Linked DNA regions of Mus musculus: regions 1, 2 and 4 are each linked to region 3. Evidence: chromatin contacts called from public Hi-C and HiChIP or PLAC-seq data. All regions are on one chromosome and are shown on one strand. The core of a region is the stretch at or near the end of the contact, and the rest is flanking DNA. Distances in the headings are between cores, read along the strand shown.

Evidence for each region. A called contact is a pair of places that touch in the nucleus more often than the background predicts. HiChIP or PLAC-seq counts read pairs in DNA pulled down with a chosen protein or histone mark.
Region 1: a contact with region 3 is called in an H3K27ac HiChIP or PLAC-seq map of the NIH/3T3 cell line, with 6 times the contacts expected there. The contact joins the promoter of Sgk1 here to the enhancer-like site in region 3. A contact is called at or near these places in 16 of 39 promoter capture datasets (3T3-L1-derived adipocytes, the HPC-7 cell line, HPC-7-derived erythroid cells and 9 more), 3 of 115 datasets of contacts at active chromatin or transcription factors (the NIH/3T3 cell line, embryonic forebrain and forebrain) and 1 of 9 other capture datasets (adipose tissue).
Region 2: a contact with region 3 is called in a Hi-C map of tail fibroblasts, with 4 times the contacts expected there. The contact joins two enhancer-like sites. A contact is called at or near these places in 14 of 39 promoter capture datasets (the 3T3-L1 cell line, the C10 cell line, the HPC-7 cell line and 9 more), 1 of 15 datasets of contacts at CTCF or cohesin (the NIH/3T3 cell line), 3 of 484 Hi-C or Micro-C datasets (the G1E-ER4 cell line, embryonic fibroblasts and tail fibroblasts), 8 of 115 datasets of contacts at active chromatin or transcription factors (the NIH/3T3 cell line, embryonic stem cells, extraembryonic endoderm stem cells and 2 more) and 1 of 9 other capture datasets (embryonic stem cells).
Region 4: a contact with region 3 is called in a Hi-C map of adipose-derived mesenchymal stem cells, with 2.6 times the contacts expected there. The contact joins two enhancer-like sites. A contact is called at or near these places in 14 of 39 promoter capture datasets (the 3T3-L1 cell line, the C10 cell line, the HPC-7 cell line and 7 more), 1 of 15 datasets of contacts at CTCF or cohesin (the NIH/3T3 cell line), 6 of 484 Hi-C or Micro-C datasets (the HPC-7 cell line, the NIH/3T3 cell line, adipose-derived mesenchymal stem cells and 2 more), 2 of 115 datasets of contacts at active chromatin or transcription factors (the NIH/3T3 cell line and embryonic fibroblasts) and 1 of 9 other capture datasets (embryonic stem cells).

What each region holds. Positions count from the first base shown.
Region 1 is chr10:21,880,916-21,884,956 of GRCm38.p6, forward strand. Sgk1 (serum/glucocorticoid regulated kinase 1) reads left to right here and starts at 1,269. Exons shown (of 14, transcript NM_001161845.2): 1 at 1,269-1,792. The coding sequence starts at 1,724. It overlaps Gm46215 (a long non-coding RNA gene), which reads right to left and starts at 1,363. Exons shown (of 3, transcript XR_001779732.1): 1 at 1,278-1,363; 2 at 783-835.
Region 2 is chr10:21,827,396-21,831,963 of GRCm38.p6, forward strand. No RefSeq gene overlaps it. Among named protein-coding and RNA genes, the nearest start is that of Platr6, 29 kb to the right of the region's middle. Within about 2 kb of position 1,811, at least 70 of the 459 cell types and tissues checked have an H3K27ac peak or open chromatin away from gene starts, as enhancers often do. A contact at or near this core is called in the NIH/3T3 cell line, embryonic fibroblasts and tail fibroblasts, where this site is marked.
Region 3 is chr10:21,397,577-21,401,772 of GRCm38.p6, forward strand. No RefSeq gene overlaps it. Among named protein-coding and RNA genes, the nearest start is that of Aldh8a1, 22 kb to the left of the region's middle. Within about 2 kb of position 1,650, at least 50 of the 459 cell types and tissues checked have an H3K27ac peak or open chromatin away from gene starts, as enhancers often do. A contact at or near this core is called in the NIH/3T3 cell line, adipose-derived mesenchymal stem cells, embryonic fibroblasts and 1 more, where this site is marked.
Region 4 is chr10:21,799,833-21,804,525 of GRCm38.p6, forward strand. No RefSeq gene overlaps it. Among named protein-coding and RNA genes, the nearest start is that of Platr6, 56 kb to the right of the region's middle. Within about 2 kb of position 1,804, at least 49 of the 459 cell types and tissues checked have an H3K27ac peak or open chromatin away from gene starts, as enhancers often do. A contact at or near this core is called in the NIH/3T3 cell line and adipose-derived mesenchymal stem cells, where this site is marked.

The DNA.
Region 1 (4,041 bases), core at 19-2,518, 480 kb after region 3:
TTCTGTTTGGGTGTTGTTTCTGGCTAGGATCCCATGAATTCTAGTCTGGCCTCAAACTCTGAGGATAAGCTTGCATTTCTGATCCTCCTACCTTTAACCTCCCAACTGCAGGGGTTCTAATCCCATGTTGCCACAGTGTCTGTCGCTGTTTTGTTTTTTCTTTTGTTTGTTTGCTTGTTTTGTGGTCCTGAGGATTAAACTCATGGTTTCATGCAAGCACTCAATCAACAATTATTTTTAAGGATAGTTCTAGTGTATTTCCTACCAGTGAACGCTTACTGGTTTTGGATTTGAATGCTATATTTGAATAGAATGAGATGTCAAACAAGTGATTGAGTGGCTGAATTAATGAATGAGTGAATGAATGAGTGAGTGAGTGAGTGATCGTGTATGTCTATCTCATAGACCAAAGTACAGCCGGAGGTGAAGTAGCTGATCAAAACCACATGCTAACAGGGACCCCAAACCTTTTTGCTATAAATCCTATTTAAAAAACAAAACAAAACTCATAAAATATCAGCATCAAAGAGCACAAGTGGAAACGAGCTACGCATAATTAAATGTTTTTGTTAAATGAATTCACTTTGCAGAGGTTCAGGATAAGTTGGGGCATGTAAAAAGACTCGTCCTTGCTTCCTGTGACTCCCTTAGCATTGAATGGATTCAGCACGAATTTTTGGTGAAGGTCTGGGCAAGGTTCTGCCTATTGGTTTTGCACACTTTGTTTCTGTTCATTGATTTTCTCTTACTGCCGGCTTCTCTGTTGAAAAGGGTGGGCTTACCTCCCCAGTTGTTCCTTCTAATGTCACAGCGGAAGGAAGGGCATCCGAGGACCCTACAGAGTAAGAGACCATTCACTGCTACACATGTGTAGGCACATTATTTTATTTTTCAAGGTTTCATAGGGCAGGAACACGTTTGATGCCCCCCACCCCCTGCCTCCGGGGCTTGGTATCAGAACCGGAATCTGAAGAACTTCATTGAGAATTACATTATTGGGTCTGCATTTTACTCTGGTTACCACATTGTTGCAAAGAAAAACCAATTCAAAGAACCCTCCCAAGGGAATCCGTTGTTCTGTGTTTTCTGTGTCTCCTGACCATCCTCTGATCTTACTCACATATGCATGCATGCATCCTTGCTCCTTCCTGCCTTGCTTTCTCTTTCCATTTACCTTTCTGAGGAGGCTCTCTCCCTTCCTCCTTCCCTCCCTCCGGCTTCAGCTCTTTCTTACTCCTTCCCCCAGCTGCTTAACTACAGCTCCCACTGGAACCTACACAATCAAAAACAGCTCTCCTCCAGCAGCCTCCAGCAGCGCATCACCTGGAGCAGAGCGAGTCGCTCGCTCCCCGCTCAGCCCGGGAGCAGCTCGGTAGCTGGGGGCGGGGACGGTACCCTGCTCTCGCCTGAGCGCCCGCCAGAGCATCTCTGGATAGATTTGCTGTATCCCGCCATCCGGCCCCGGGGTCCTGTTGTGGTGATGCTTACGTTTCAAAGCAATGATGGAAAGAGAAAAGCCATTGCCAGTGGCCTCTGAAAGTGGGGCGAGTTACTGCAGTCGCTGCCGCAGCAGGATGAGCGAGTGAAAAACTGAGCCCCGTTAGCCTCTCCATCCCGTTCGGTCTTCATTCACCGTCTCCAGGAAGGCGGATCGGGATACAGATGCAGTAAACCAAGCCGGTGCCACCCTGGATCTATAACTGTGAAGTCCCTTCTGTGGAAGATGGTAAACAAAGACATGAATGGATTCCCGGTCAAGAAATGCTCAGCGTTCCAATTTTTTAAGAAACGGGTAAGCCCAGGTTGTGGTTGTTGCTTTTGTTTTCTACGCTGCTTCTCTCAAATGCTTTTGGAGGCTTGCCTAGGGTAAGCCTCGGGTTTTGTTACTGAGCCCTTCGTGAAAGCAGAGCTTCTGGTGTCAGTGGTCAAGGTGAGCGCTGGCCCTGCTGAGATTCATATTTGTTGGGGGGTGGGTAGGGGAGATGTTGATGGAAAGGGGGGGCTCAGAGGAGTTGCATTGGAAGAAGGGGGTTGGGCCGAGATGCCTTCAAATGGGTTTAAGATGGGAACTGAGATTTCTCAATCAAAGCCATGCCCAGGATTACAAGGCAGTTTCAAAGACAGCTGGCCCGAGTGCAGTTAATAAGAAGCAATTTAGTCTGGGCTAATTAAGTAGCTCTCTCGCTCTTATCTTTGAAGGGTTCAACTTTGCCACACCTTCCCTCCGTCTCAAGGGCTGCTGCATTTTCGTCTTCAATTGTTAGAAGCAGCTTTGGCTCCTCAAATCCATTCTGCCACTATCTCTATCTTTGGGGTAAACAGGAAAGGACCAGAGTGACCTTTGACAGAAATGATGGACTCCCAACATCTCAAACCCTCTATTTCAAGTTGCCTCAATTTTGCCTAGCACACGTGCCCTTACCAAAAGAATAAGGGATAGCCTGTTTTATAGCCCAAACTATGATTGGGGGGGGGGGCGTGCGGGGAGGGTTCTGCTGCTATGTACATTTGCTGTATACATTTGTTTAAATTCCTTTCATTCATAATGTTAGTAATGTCATAGGGCTGTAAATGAATAGACCTTTCTCTGTTTCACAGATAAACTCAGTTCATTGCAATGGCCACACTGGAGGTCTGTGGCTCTGCAAATTTATACATGAGTGGGGACTCAGAAATGAGTGGTTGTTGGAAGACTGATCATTGACATCCTTATGGGGAGTGTCTCTTAAGCAATAGGAGGCTCCTGTAGCCCCAGTTGTGCCGTCCTATTTAGTGCCCGGGGCGGTCCTATCCAGCTGCTTCCTTCCATTCATTCACCCTTCCCTTCATTCAGGCCGCGTCTGTGTGTGCCGAAAAGGCAACAGAACGTAATGAATTACAGGCTGGGCTGGACGGCCTCCTAGCACTGAAGGGTCAAGCTGGAAAGGCAGGTCTGCAAACCAGCAGTCTGCAAGCGCCAGCAGGAGCTCTCTCACATCCTGGCTTAGAGATCCCCAAATCTATGGCCAAATGCAAACGATACGCACTAAATCTGAGTAACGCTAACTCCTGCAGCCAGTGTCAGTTGAGAGGTCTTTCCCCAGTAGAGTCTGCAAGTCAGCCCAGCTTCTTGGTCCTCCCGCACTACTAAGGTCTCCCCTGTAGTCAAAAGATACTTTTCCAAGGGAAGCACCCTTTTATTTAGTCCTTAAATTCTTTACTTCCTTCTAACTAACTAGCCAAAGTTTGCTGTTTTTTTTTTTTTTTTTTTTTTTTTTCTCTAGCTACATTGACCAAGCTGTCTTGAATGCCTGGGCTGAAATGATCCTCCTGCCTCAGTTTCTTGTGTATTGGAACTATAGGTTTAGGCTTATGAGCTTATGCCTATCTTAACTAATTTATTTGGTGCTATTAAGGGTATTTTGTTTTACAGTGCTGGGCCTCAAGCATGCAAGTCACCCCTCCCCCACAAGCCCCATCCCCAAACAGTGAACTACGTTCACAGTCCCTGGGGAGTTTAGAACCCTTTCAGCTATATATTGTCAGTCAACCAAGTGTCAGTTACATACTGTTTATTTATTATAATAGTTTCTTATTTTCTTTGCCATCAAAATATACTACTAGAAATCCCAGCTTGACATCTGGTTGCATTTTGCTTACGAGCATAATTTACCAGTGTGTTTCAGCCAGTGTTTCTGCAGACCTTGGGTTTTGGAAAGAGTGAGACAGGGTACAGATGTCTTCTCAAAAACTGCAGGGAGAAAGAGATTTACACCATGAGGTCCAGCAGGCCATTTCACTGGGTTCAGTCTGCTGGAGATTGGGTCTGACATCTCCCTGCCCCCCCTCTGCTCTCCTTGCCCCTCAAGGACAGTAGAATGTGACATGTGTCACGTCATTGACAGCCCTGGGGAGAAATTCCTTGATTCCTGTCTACTTTGTTTTATTACACATCCGATTTATTCTGTATTCTAAATGCTCTCTGCTTGTACTCTGACCTTGCCTTGGCTTTTTCTAGTTTGGGTGTTTTTGTTTGACTGATTTGAGACGGGGTCTCTTTCT
Region 2 (4,568 bases), core at 561-3,060, 430 kb after region 3:
AAGACCCACTCTCTTGCTCCTGGGAACACTTTATGTCCCTTGTTGGAGGGGCTTCGAGAGACCAGGAGGTGCTGCTCCCTCAAATTCCAACCCAGGGTAAGTCAGCTGGCTGGCCACTCCTAGGTGCACCCCAAACTAGAGCTTGATTAACTGGGCAGTTGTGGATCTGGCTTTGTCTCCTTGAGATTCTCAGGCTTAACATGTGGAGTTCCCCAGCCGTCTTCCCCTCTAACTTTCCCAACTTCTCCAGGAAACCCCTTGAGGCCGAACCCAACCCATGCTCTGAGGCAGAACAAGTTCCTTAAGTGACTCAGCTACTTGCAAATGGTGGCAAGAGGCAGGATGTCGGCATCCCTCTGGACTCTGTTTTTTTTTTTTTTTAAAGAGAAAAACTTCATTACATTTTAATCAAATAGGGATATTAATAAATGTTCATTAGGTGGGGTTGTTAGGGAAAATGTTCCATTTTAACCACCACTGGGGAGCACTCCTTTGCTCCCCAGTCACAAATGGTGGAATTTAGATCCTTTGCAACTCCTTAATATTTTGATTTTTATGATAATATGGCAACTTAAAAAGGTTTAAATTTAAATAACTATAAGTTTTTCAAAATTACTCCAAAAATTAAAGTGTGCTGTTCCAAAAAAAAAAAAAAGTCCTGAACTCAAGGTACAATTCCTAATCCCATCCATAATGCTATGTGTATGATAAATCATTAATAAATTCAATACAATAAAAGTAACATAGTGCCTGATATTTGGGAGACATGAGAGATTTTAAAAACATAGTTTGTGGTTGAATAAATAATACATAAGATGGAAAATTAAGCAAATCGAAGTAGCTCTCTCATATTCTTATTGCCTTTGCTTCTTTTCTAAAGGAGGTTTGTTAATGAACAGAAAGTAGCATAGCTAAGGAAAAAATAATAACTAAACAAGTGCATAATCTTCAGAGGGTAAGAATATGCATCACACACTATAAAAAGCTGGTAAGATACAATGAGGTATTTCAGTACATAAGGCAAATAGGCCTAATCTATATTTTTTCTAACCTAATTATAAAAACTAAGTGGGATCCAGGCCGGTGGCTCACACCTAGAATCCTATAATACACCTATAATGAGGGAGGCAGGAAAGGAGGGTCAGAAGCTCAGGGCAGCCTATGCTACATGGCAATTTGGAGGCCATCCTGGGCTGCGGAGAGCACATCTTTGAAAATATGTTCCCTTACAAGTAGGCTACAATACATAGGGATTCTCCAACAAACATTTATTGATCACACATGCAGAGCTAAGTGCAAAACCAGGGACTGGCGATCAATACGGCAGGCATGCTTCAGCCTGAGGAAGCTTTGTTCAGATAATGTTGTACAAAAGCCGATTATGAAAGAGAGAAGATTCCGCCTAGGGTAGAAAGTAAGGCCGTGCTTCAAGGAGGGCTGGGGGCAGAGCTGCTCTGTGTTGGACAAGAATGGGGAGCTCAGGGCCCTGTCCGCCCCTGTTCCTTCTGTCCTATGGGACTCTATTCAGCAAGTTCAAAAGCAGCGACTTTGTAAGCTTGACTGCATCACCTAGTGTCTGCTGGAAGGGAGGAGGGCCAGACTCTACCAAGCCTAGAAAAACATTTCCCATAATCCTCATTTAGGACTTTCACAGTGCTTTACAGAGTTAAGTGTTGGAATGCTGTCCCTCTATCATCCACCAGTGCAACCATTGAGCGCCTTCTGTGTGCAGAGCACCAGATCACAGAGGACAGCAAACAATAGCTGCTGCCCTTTTGCTTCTTTCCTTTGGGCTGGGCTTGCAGCTTCCAACCACTGGTGACTCAGTGAGTTCTGAGTGATTGCAGCTGTACATAAAAGGAAAGCGCGGAGCGGGAGGAGGGGTTGGGGGGAGGATGAAAGGAGGCCTTCCTCCGGGAAGTGGCATCTTTGCAGACCACCCATTCATTAGTAGGAATTAATTAGTCTAGGAATTGTAATCCAAATTCCTTCAAGGGATCAGGTGGGCGACACAAGCCTGTTCATCTAACCTGCAAGACTGTAAGAGATTTGACAGCCCAAGGCCAGCCGGAAGGAATCTACTGGCCTTAAGGCATTTCAATTCAAACTAAATCATTCTTCCGTAGCCAAACAAAAGACATCTGCAGCCAACCCCAGCAGAAGGACTGGCACCAAGGCTGTAGTGATTCAGACAGGAGCAACAGCGGGGTAAAGGCCCTGTGGCGGCAAGGAGCCAAAGAAGAGCTGGTATGAATAGAGATGGATCTCACGAGAGGGAGAGGGCTCCACAGGCAGAGAAAGGCCAAGAGCAGCCTCACTTGGGGTCTCATTGGCAGGTGAAGCCTTTGGCCCTCATACCAAGTACCCTTGGATACACTGAAGGTTCTAAACAAGGAGGCAGATTCCTCAGTGCTGTTTGGGTGCTATGCGTGAGGAAGACATGGTTTTTATGTGGTCCTGGCTGTCCTGGGACTTGTTACACAGATCAGCCTGGTCTGGAATTGGCAAGGATTCTCCCACCTTTGCCTTCCCCCAGAGCTGGCAGTATGTCCGTGTGTCGTATCATGGCCTGCTTTTAAAAAAGAAAAGAATATTTAAGTGTGTGTGTGTGTGTGTGTGTGTGTGTGTGTGTGTGTGTGAAGTCTCACTGTATAGCCAAGGCTGGCCTCCTACTGTACATCCCAGGTTAGCCTCAATTAGACCAATTGTGTTTATCTCTCAGAGGGGAAGCTCATGTTTCCTGTGTCTGAGGAGGAAAGTCCACTGTCACTGCCCTGGAAAGGACCAAGGGAAAGCTCTGTCCCTCACCCCACACATAAAGTCTTGAGTCTGCCTCTTTGATGTGGCCCTTGGATCACTTACCAGAGCCGTGAATTGTTAGACAGTCCCTGTCTTCAACAAATCCGTGTAACTGGGAGAGGGAACGCCTAAGGCATTGTGGCTCCAGCATGAAGGTATCAACCCCAAGTTACAGGGGTGCTGAGAACAGGGGCCTAAGCGGCCAGAGCTGGACTCTGCCTCCATGGCAAAAGCCGAGACTCATGGCTGAACTTCGCTTCAGTATCGAACAAACAACAGAAATCCCTCATTTTTTTTTTTTTTTGTAATGTAGTTATTGTTTGGAGATGATCTTATACAGATTTGTGTCAGTCAATATAAAAGAATGCTATGATGTATGTACGTACATAAATGAATTATGTCATTAGCGTGTCTACTCTCTTGGAAGCACTTTTCTAGACTCTTCTAGAAAAAAAAAAAAAAAGAGGAAAAGCTCCTCTAGACGCCGTGAGAGAGCAAATCTCCAGAACATCTGCTTAAAGGTGGGAACCTGATGCGAGGAGGAACGGTTTAGCTGCACCAGCACACCGGACATTCACCTCTCCTAAATGTGGAAATGAGAAGGTCCCGAGACTTTGCTATTGTGCAAAACAAGCTCACCCAGGTAACGTTGACTTTCTTCCCAACCTGTTTATGTACGGTATATTTAGTCTCAGGGATCCCCCCCACCACCACCACCTTCAGCCTTGTATAGCGCATGCTCATGTGACATTAATGCTACAAATAAAACCGTACAGTTAGAGATCCTGACCTTTCTCCATGAACTTTACCATGTCTCTAAAGCTAGGTGGAGCAAGTGTCAGGTTTTAAGCAAGATTTCCTTTTGAAGGCAGTTTCCCCTGGGGTGTTGGGGGTTGGAAAATTAGCCATCAAACTGAGATCTCTCCCTTGTGGTCAGGGTGGAATGAGGGGCTTTTTGTTGTCACCTCTAAAGAATGGAACTGAGTGGGGTGGCCCTCGGACTTACTATGTAACCTACGCTGACTTGGAACGTGTCATCTGTGATCTTCCTGCCTCCATCTGCAGGGTGCCACAATGGTTGTGCTAGAACAAGAACTGGTATAATCTTGGGATAACAGATCCACGCAGAAGTCAATCAAGCAGGGTTGGTATCAGTCTCTGTCTGACGAATTCCTTTCTAGAATGTTGCTCATATACTTCAGACATAGGCCCAAACATCTGCCAAACTGCTTTTTCTCTCTAAATGACAAAAATAGAAAAGAAAATGACAATTGTCATCAGCCCACTTTTTAACCCTTATCTATGTAGTCCCTAGCAACCACAGTTTGCACTCTGGAATGTGTTGCAATGATTGTGATATCTTTGAAGAAACTAAATCGCTAATCTTATCCAGAAAGATGGGCAATTCTTTGATGTTAGAAAGCATTCAAACTGCTAGGCCTGGTGGTACATGCTTGTAGCCCAGGCACTTGGGGAGCTGACAAAAAAGAATTGCTTTGTGTTTGAAACAAGGCAACTTTCTGAACTTGTTTCAAAAAATAAAATGAAATAAATATTAAATGGCCAGTGAGGTAGCTCAGCAAGTAAGGGTGCTTGCTGCTGGGTCTGAAGACCGGAGTCTGATCCTAGTGAGCCACACGGTAGAAGAAAACTAACTCTCAAAAGTTGTCTCTGACCTCTACACATGTACATGTTACATAGTATGTACACACACACACAGAAAACACAAAACACACACACTAAAAAAATTGAAAATTAAACCAAATGTA
Region 3 (4,196 bases), core at 400-2,899:
GGAACATTTAATGCACATTTAAAAAAGTTATACCTTTAACTAGCAAAACCCTTAATATAGTAATGTAACCTAGAAAAAAATGGAGGTAAAACATAGACGTAGCAGGCTCGGGAAAGTATGCTAGGGTACAGACCCTTACTTGAAGTTCATACAGTCAGACGTACACCTGTAAGTGATCAATCAACACCCATGGAAGGAGTTACAGAGACAAAGTTCGGAGCAGAGACTGAAGGCATGACCATCCAGAGGCTGCTCCACCTGGGGATCTATCCCATAAACAACCACCAAACCCAGACACTATTGCGGATGCCAACAAGAGCTTGCTGACAGGAGCCTGATAAAGCTGTCTCCTGACAGGCTCTGCCAGTGCCTGACAAATACAGAAGTGGATGCTCACATCCATCCTTTGGACTGAGCACAGGGTCCCCAATGAAGGAGCTAGAGAAAGTACCTGTTTTAGTCAGGGTTTCTATTCCTGCACAAACATCATGACCAAGAAGCAAGTTGGGGAGGAAAGGGTTTATTCAGCTTACACTTCCATAGTGCTGTTCATCACCAAGGAAGTCAGGACTGGAACTCAAGCAGGGCAGGAAGCAGGAGCTGATGCAGAGGCCATGGAGGGATGTTCCTTACTGGCTTGCTCCCCTGGCTTGCTCAGCCTGCTCTCTTATAGAACCAAGATTACCAGCCCAGAGATGGTCCCACCCACAAGGGGCCTTTCCCCCTTGATCACTAATTGAGAAAATGCCTTACAGTTGGATCTCATGGAGGCATTTCCTCAACAAAGCTCCTTTCTCTGTGATAACTCCAGCTGTGTCAAATTGACACAAAACTAGCCAGTACAATACCCAAGGAGCTGAAGGGGTTTGCAGCCCCATAGGAGGAACAACAATATGAACTAACCAGTAACCCCAGAGCTCCTGGGACTAAACCACCAAAAAAAAAAAAACACATGGTGGGACTCATGGCCCTAGCTGCATATGTAACAGAGAATGGCCTAGTCGGTCATCAATGGGAGGAGAGGTCCTAGGTCTGTGAAGGTTCTATGCCCCAGTATAGGGGAATGCCAGGGCCAGGAAGCCAGAGTGGGTGGGTTGGGGAGCAGGGAGAGGGGGGAAGGCTTTTCGGAGGGGAAACTAGAAAAGTAGATAACATTTGAAATGTAAATAAAGAAAATATCTAATAATAATAATAATAATAATAATAAGGAGGAGGAGGTGGAGGAGGAGGAAGAGGAGGGGGAGGAGGAGAAGGAAAGGAGAAGGAGAAGAGAAGGAGAAGGAGGAGGAGGAGAAGGAGGAGAAGGAGAAGGAGAAGGAGAAGGAGAAGGAGAAGGAGAAGGAGAAGGAGAAGGAGAAGGAGAAGGAGAAGGAGAAGGAGAAGAAGAAGAAGAAGAAGAAGAAGAAGAAGAAGAAGAAGAAGAAGAAGAAGAAGAAGAAGAAGAAGAAGAAAGAAAGAAGAAGCATATTTCTGATTGCAGCTGGCCATGCGTCATGTGACAATGATTTGCCTAACCTTGCCTGTTGTCGGAAGATGAGCCATCTCTATGAATGTGATGACGGGTTTCTCATCCCACACCTCCTCCCATCCCTCCTCCACACGGCTCAGTCCACTCTTATCCATGAAGAAGCCATTATTCTCCAATCTCATAATTGCATTTCATTCCAGCGTGACTCAACAATCTCCCCCAGAGCTTTGGAAATTACTCACTGGAATATTAAGGACTGGCTAAATAAAGAGAATGAATCATAACAAATCAGATTGCCAGAGATCTTGAGGCCCCTTTCCCCTCCCTTAGATGAACAATGAGATGCCAACGAAGTTACCTGCTTGCTAAGAATCTTAACAGCAAAAGGGGTTTGTAGGTAGTGCTTGGTATAGAATGCACAGGACGCCCAGAAATACACACACATAGAGGTGTTAAAGGCTTTCTGAGGACAACAAAAAAGTCATCTCGAATTCTGAGAAGTATTTGAGTTCTCAGCCCATATCCTAAGCAGCTGGCCTCTGTCCCCACGGAAGATGAGTTATGAAGGCAAAATTTATTCTTAATCATAGCTTCTGGAATTGAATTTACGTCTAAAACAAGAACAACTTCTCTCTAATGCTTGCAGTTCAGAGAAGTGAATGACAGGAGAGAGCAGAAACCTGTTTGTGGAGGACTCCTCGGCTGGTGGTCTCTGTGTTGGGGCAGTTGGGCCTCTGGGTGGAAAGCAGACAGTCTGTAATTGTTAGGGTAGCCGGTGAGCTGTGGGCTCGGCAGGTCCAGGCGCCTGCTGCGTGTGTGGGGGAGCAGGTCCTGGGAGGGACACACGGCTCTCTAGATTCATCATCCCGTTATGAGTTTACATGTGGGGTCACATTGACTGCCTCTGGAAGCAAGAGCAGGAGCTCATGAATTTCCAAGCAGGGAGTATTTGCTTTTCATGTATCATCCTTAAGAAATCAAAGTGTGCAAGAATCACAGAGATAGGCCAGAATGTTGATCAACGCAGTTACTTCTTTGGAGGGATATTTTTGGACTTTTTTTCTAATCCTAAAAGCTCAGTAAGCTACATCCTTTGGAAGTCCTCTTTGCATTGGGGGGATGCGGTCTCCTGCTTATTAGTGATAAGCACTAAATATCAGTGCTGGGGGGTTATTTATAGCTCTGGGTTTCTGGGGCCACTGGCTCTGACTTGGGCTCAGTGAATGGTTTGTGTTCAGGCCAAGTTCTGTCATCAGTGACGATATGATAAGGTCTCTGAGGCTGCTGCCTCCGTGGAAGTGACACTAAAATGCTTGCTGGGATTTTACTCTGAGACGACTGACCTTCCTTCCCTCTGCTGCCCGACCTGGCATCGTCCTCTGCTGTCCCATATAAAGGAGAAAGTCTGCGTCTCCTGGACTTAGTTTGGAGCAAGGGTCCTCTGGATATATTTAGTGCATCCTAATCTCCAGCAAGACCAACTCCCTGAATGTTAAAGTTAGAAATAATTAGACAAGAAAACCCCTTCTCTGGAGTTCATGTGACTGTTGAAATGACAAGGAGAGGAAACTGCTTGGGGTCAGACTCCCCACTCCCTCTGAACCTTTGGCCTGTATTGTTTCAAGACAGACTATGACATCCCCCATGGCGTGATAAGGCAAGTGTGGCTCTTTCTGCCTTTGTATATACTGTTCACTAAGAATTTCTGTAAGAAGCCAAGGCCTGAGCTTCAGACTCCCAAGTGCATGCAGCAATGAAGGGACTGTACATTCCTTTACCCCCATTTGCTGCAGAAAATGCATCTTTTTGTCTCTGCACATACAGTTTGGAGACTGGTTTAATACTGGCAGTAATGCAAAGCTTTTTATATCCTGTGCTGACTGCTTGAGACCCAGCCATAGAGAAAGCAACATTTCTTTGCCATATTTCAAAAGTTTTTACAGTGTCTCCTGCCTTTTATCTCTTTTCTTTTCTTTCTTCGGTTTATATAATTTGAAATATGCTAAAGCATAATTTTTGAGCTTCTGAAATGGTGTCCTAAAAATGGGTTCCACCACTCTGTTCTCCACAGAGTGCACCTTCCCTGAAAAGGGGGGGTTCATATTGGATCTTTGTCAAGATTGCTTTTATAGCTATAGGTCTGAGCTCATTGTCTTTGACATATATATATATTTGCTGTACTGAATTGCATAAAAAAATCAGATTCACTGTATGAAGTGTCATTCATTGTCCTGGAGAAAGCACACACTTGACTATAAAGCTGAGAGCAAGCTTCTCACTGATTTCCAAGGACATCCCAGACATCCAGCTAGAGAGAATAATTCAGCCAGGGTCCCGGCTCATCAGACTGCACAATGGATGCCAGAGGCCAGCTGCTTGGCAGAAGACAGAGGTCTGAATCCTGGGGGATGGAAGTTCTCAGGGAGGTGTGGCCTGGCCTCACCCTCTGCATAAGTGCACTGTATACAGGAGTTAATTAAGTGTGACCCTCTACTGTACCCCCTCGGGGGGGGCCCTTCTTCAAGGCGTGGCTCAGAGGCTATGATCTCCATCACTACTGCAATATAAGTCCTTGTAAGTGTGTAATGGTCACGTGATGGGAGTAAGAGAAGAAGCAAACACTCTATAGTTTCAGACAGAAGAGAGGGAGTAGGTACTGTAAGTCAGTGCAGTAAGGGAAAGGCTATAGAGACTATTAAAGCCAGATTAGCATTTTGGAGGAATTTCA
Region 4 (4,693 bases), core at 554-3,053, 400 kb after region 3:
TGCCGAAGGATTTTGGTTTAGTGTCTCCCTTCTCTCCTGGAATATAAAGGCCATAAAACAGGTGCATAATTGACATGTGTCCAGCCAGGACCCCATATATGAAAGCAAACATATTTCTGGCTCACTGTAGATACGCAATAAACAATGTGTGACTCTATAAAGTCATGGGGGTAATTTGTAAACATACCCAGGTTGGACATATGTCTATGCAATGATGCCAATAGTTGTCACTTACAGAAGTCTACTGAAAATAGTCACATATATATTATCCCGTTCCTCTACAGAACAGGGTTATCATCGTTGTTTCACAAATAAGAAACCACACTTAACAGCAATCTCCAGTGTTGGAGGGTTTGGGGTTTGGTTTTGGTTTTGGTTTTTGTTTTGGGGGAGGGTGTTGTTGTTTTGTTTTGGGACTGGATCTCACTGTGCAGCCCTGGCTCTCCTGGAACTCACTCTGTAGACCAGACTGGCCTCAAACTCAGAGATCTGCCTGCCTCGGCCTCTCAAGTGCTGGATTTAAAGATATGCAGCACCAGCCTGGCCTAACAATAAGGATTCTTATTTCAAAACCTATGATGCAGTTTCTATTACACTGTATATATTCAGTGTGGTGGATTCAGTCTCTCGCTGGATAACTGTGACTCTCCTCAGTATTCCAACCATCTAAGGAATCCAGGGCTTCTACAGTGCCCTCCTCCCTCCGTAGACCATCCTTCAACAAGAGTCCTGGAATTGAGCTGAATGTACGTAAGGAAAGACACCTTCCCCAGAGCATTACCTAGAAGTAGAAGAAAACAGCTCCCATGGGCCCCACTAGAGACTAGCAGGCAGGTAGTCTGTGTTCTGACAATGGATGAATGTTTCTGGCAACCAAATTCTAAACAAACCTACAGTGATTCTTTCTCCACAGGAAATATTTCAGATAAAACAATTTTACTCAGCGGCTGCTTCTGTTCTAACTCCATAATCACCTTGAAATACTTCCATACTCAGCTTTAAAGCTCCTTATAAAAGCCACTGTGGAGTGCCCATCCCCCTCTCTGCTTCCTGACAGAGGACCCAATGTGACCACTGCTTATGTCACCATGTCTTCTGATGGGACATACCCTCAAATTGTAAGAGGAAATAAACCACTCTTCCTCTCTTAAAAAAAAATCAATTAACCAATAAGTCAATGAATTTATCATCTGCCTATGTGTATGTATGTATGCATGTATGTATGTATGTATGTATGCATCTATCTATCTATCTATCTATCATTTATCTATCTATTATCTATTATGGTCAGGTTTGGTGGCACATACCAGCACTTGGGGGCATAGGATGCAGGTGGTTAGTCCAGAAGTTGAAGTTCATTCCTAGCTAATAGCATCACCAAGCCTGCTTGGGCTACACAAGACCCTGTTTTAAAAAGCAAAACAAATTTAAAAACAAAGGGCAATTCAACATACAATAAATTTGATGGATTGTTTCACCTTCAAGTAGAAATGGCACCCCCAGCTAGGTATCACTAATCTATGCCTTTAATCGATGACTATCGACCCGCAGACTCTATCACATGTAAGATATTATACTAGGAGTTTCATTTAAATGTAGTAATTTCAACCCTCCCTCAGTACAGTAAAACTAGGAAGAAGAAACATGTTTTAGTAAAACCATTTGCATGGTTATTGCTTTGGAGCCTTGAGTCATTATATGAAGTTTATTTCTTGGGGAAACATTTGGGTTAAGCTTAGTCATAGAAATACATATACCTCCAATTTGGCTGTGACTCAGCAGGATTCTTACTGACATGCAGTGTCCCCTGGCTACACATTAAGTCACTCTAGTTAAAAAAACACGCCCACAGCTTCTGGCGTAGATCTACTATCTCAAGTGTCGTATATTCTATTTGTTTTCTGAAGATTCTTAAGTCCTGAGTCAATTCCATTACTAAATTTTACTTCCGACCCTCTCTGCTCATCTGCTGAAGCGAAGAAGAAAGGGAAATGCTAACTCCCAGCAGATTGGAAGTGAGACATCTTTACTGGGGCCAATTTAAACAAAGACCAATTGTCCCTGACCCTTTGCCCAATGTTCTCTTGAAATGGAATCAGACCCCAGAGGATGAGTCATTACCCATTCAAGTCCAAGTGCAGAATAAATCCAAGTGAGGGCTCATTACCTGCAAGGAAAAGTCACTATGGCTCAAGATCTTTTAGATAGGTTGTATTCATGCATAATGTTTGAGTTTTGGGCCAATACTTGGTATATAAGTTTCCAGTCCATGTGTACTTAAAGATCAGAACCTCAATTATGGACCCCTGAGTTAATTGGCTATTATGTAGATTGGATTTTGATGTTTTAAAAATTCTTGGCGGGGCTGGTGAGATGGCTCAGTGGGTAAGAGCACCCGACTGCTCTTTCAAAGGTCCGAAGTTCAAATCCCAGCAACCACATGGTGGCTCACAACCATCTGTAACAAGATCTGACGCCCTCTTCTGGAGTGTCTGAAGACAACTACAGTGTACTTACATATAATAAATAAATAAATCTTAAAAAAAAAAATTCTTGGCAAAAACCTAAGAGGCATTTAATGTTCAAAAATATAGTGAAAATACAATGTGGTAGTTAGAGTCAAGGAAGAATCAATCAAATTCCTCCCTTATATGCATGCCCACCATTCCCCTTACTATGGGAGACACCTCATAATTGTTCTAGACTAGGGTTTCTCTCAACACAGGACAGAGATATTTATGTCAAACCAGAAAGTATTGGGGGCTATTGAATGTCTCTACCTCCCATTGAGATGAAATAATATTCCCTTCCAACAAAATCTATTCCATCTCTGGTCCCCTCAGTAATGGACTTTGGCCTAGCCAACCTGAAAGGAAGAAGGATGTCTCTATACATGAAGTGATTCCACATGGTTAGAGCCAAAGCACATTTTTCCCTCCCCTAATTCCCATCAGAATAAGGTTTATGCTTCCAGAAAAGTAGAGGGTTTAGACACATGTGTGGACTCCTTTCTTATTTGGGAACTAGAAAATGTTACTTGGGAAAAAATGGGTGGGGGAAAAGATGTGGAAGGTCCCCTGCATGGGAGACAGTGTCACTTCAACAGTGGCCACCCAGTAGTTAGAACACACAGATCAGCCTCCTGAGTCTACCCAATTTGGAGGCGGCAAACTCAAGGAGAAAGGCTGGTCTCTGCAAATTGGAGGTTTTCATGAAGACTTGCTTCGAGCTGGGAAAACAAAAACAAAAACAAATAAACTTTGACATTGTTTTGGGGATGATATTCCTGGGGGAAATGGATAATTTTATATCCTAGGAATATGGTGGTAACTTTTCCCAGCCAGTAGCATGGCTTTCTTTTTCCTAAATAATTAGTTTCCAAATGACTTATAATGTGAATTTGCTTGCTTAATGGAAATACAGTGTGCAGATCTGTATTTCTTATTAGCTCTCTAAGAAGCAATAATAGTCAAAGCTTGCAAAGCTTATTAAGACTAATACTCAGATGTGTTTAAATGCATTAAAAAGCCTGCATAAAGAATATGCACTATTGATCCCATTCACAGACTCAGCTTTGCAGAGGGCCCATTAAGTTACAACATGTTATCAATGTAAATTAGTCCCCAAAGGGTGACTTTCTTCAGCTTAAAATGAGCAGGCCTAGAACACTGGAAATTGCTGAATTGCTGAATAACTAAAGCCCTTTCTTCTTCCTCCTCCTCCTCTTCTTCTTCTTCTCCTTCTCCTTCTCCTTCTCCTTCTCCCTCTCCCCCTCCCCCTCCCCCTCCCCTCCTCCTCCCCCTCCCCTCCTCCTCCCCCTCCCCTCCTCCTCCCCCTCCCCCCTCCTCCTCCTCCTCCTCCTCCTCCTCCTCCTCCTCCTCCTCCTCCTCCTTCTTCTTCTTCTTCTTCTTCTTCTTCTTCTTCTTCTTCTTCTTCTTCTTCTTCTTCTTCTTCTTCTTCTTCTTCTTCTCTCAATATTCCATATGACTTATTCATATAGAGTAATAAATGCTTAGTATCTCGAGTGTAAGCTCAAGTCTCCCAAATTGGCTGGTAGGGATATAATATGTGATATTGTTCATATATCTTCAAACATTGTTATCCCCTTTGGACCCTCAATGCAAATAAGAAACATAACTAGACAATGTTATATACAAATAAAATTTATGTCACTGAATTCTAGTTGTTCATTGTCAAACCAAACAAAATGTCATAGAGACAGTTCATGTATACAGGAGTCAGCCTTCCCTCCAGCTGTTATGGTGGAGACAGATGTGTGAATTAAAATGCACATTCAAGTGTTAGAGTTAAATGCTGAGGTCAGAATGGTAGGCAGGAAGAGTAAAAGGGCTTGCAGCTGGCGATGAGATGCCACGCTCAAAGGAAGGCTAGAGCTCTGAGAAAAAAATGACAAAGCCGGCTAGGTTGTCCCCCACTGTGTTGGAAACTAAGGCACCAGGACATTCACCCACATAGGTTAATTAAGGGTCTAAATTAAGGATATAAGTCTTTAAGTGACCTGACGTCATTATAATGCCATCTGCATCGTGATTTTAACAACGTTCCCCTTTTGTAGAAGTCATGGGAGAAAATACTCTGAAAGAGTGACCCGATTCACAGTGGTTTAGGACAGACAGACCTCACCTTACCCCATGACTATGACACCCACCTCCTAAGTTTCATTAAAACCACT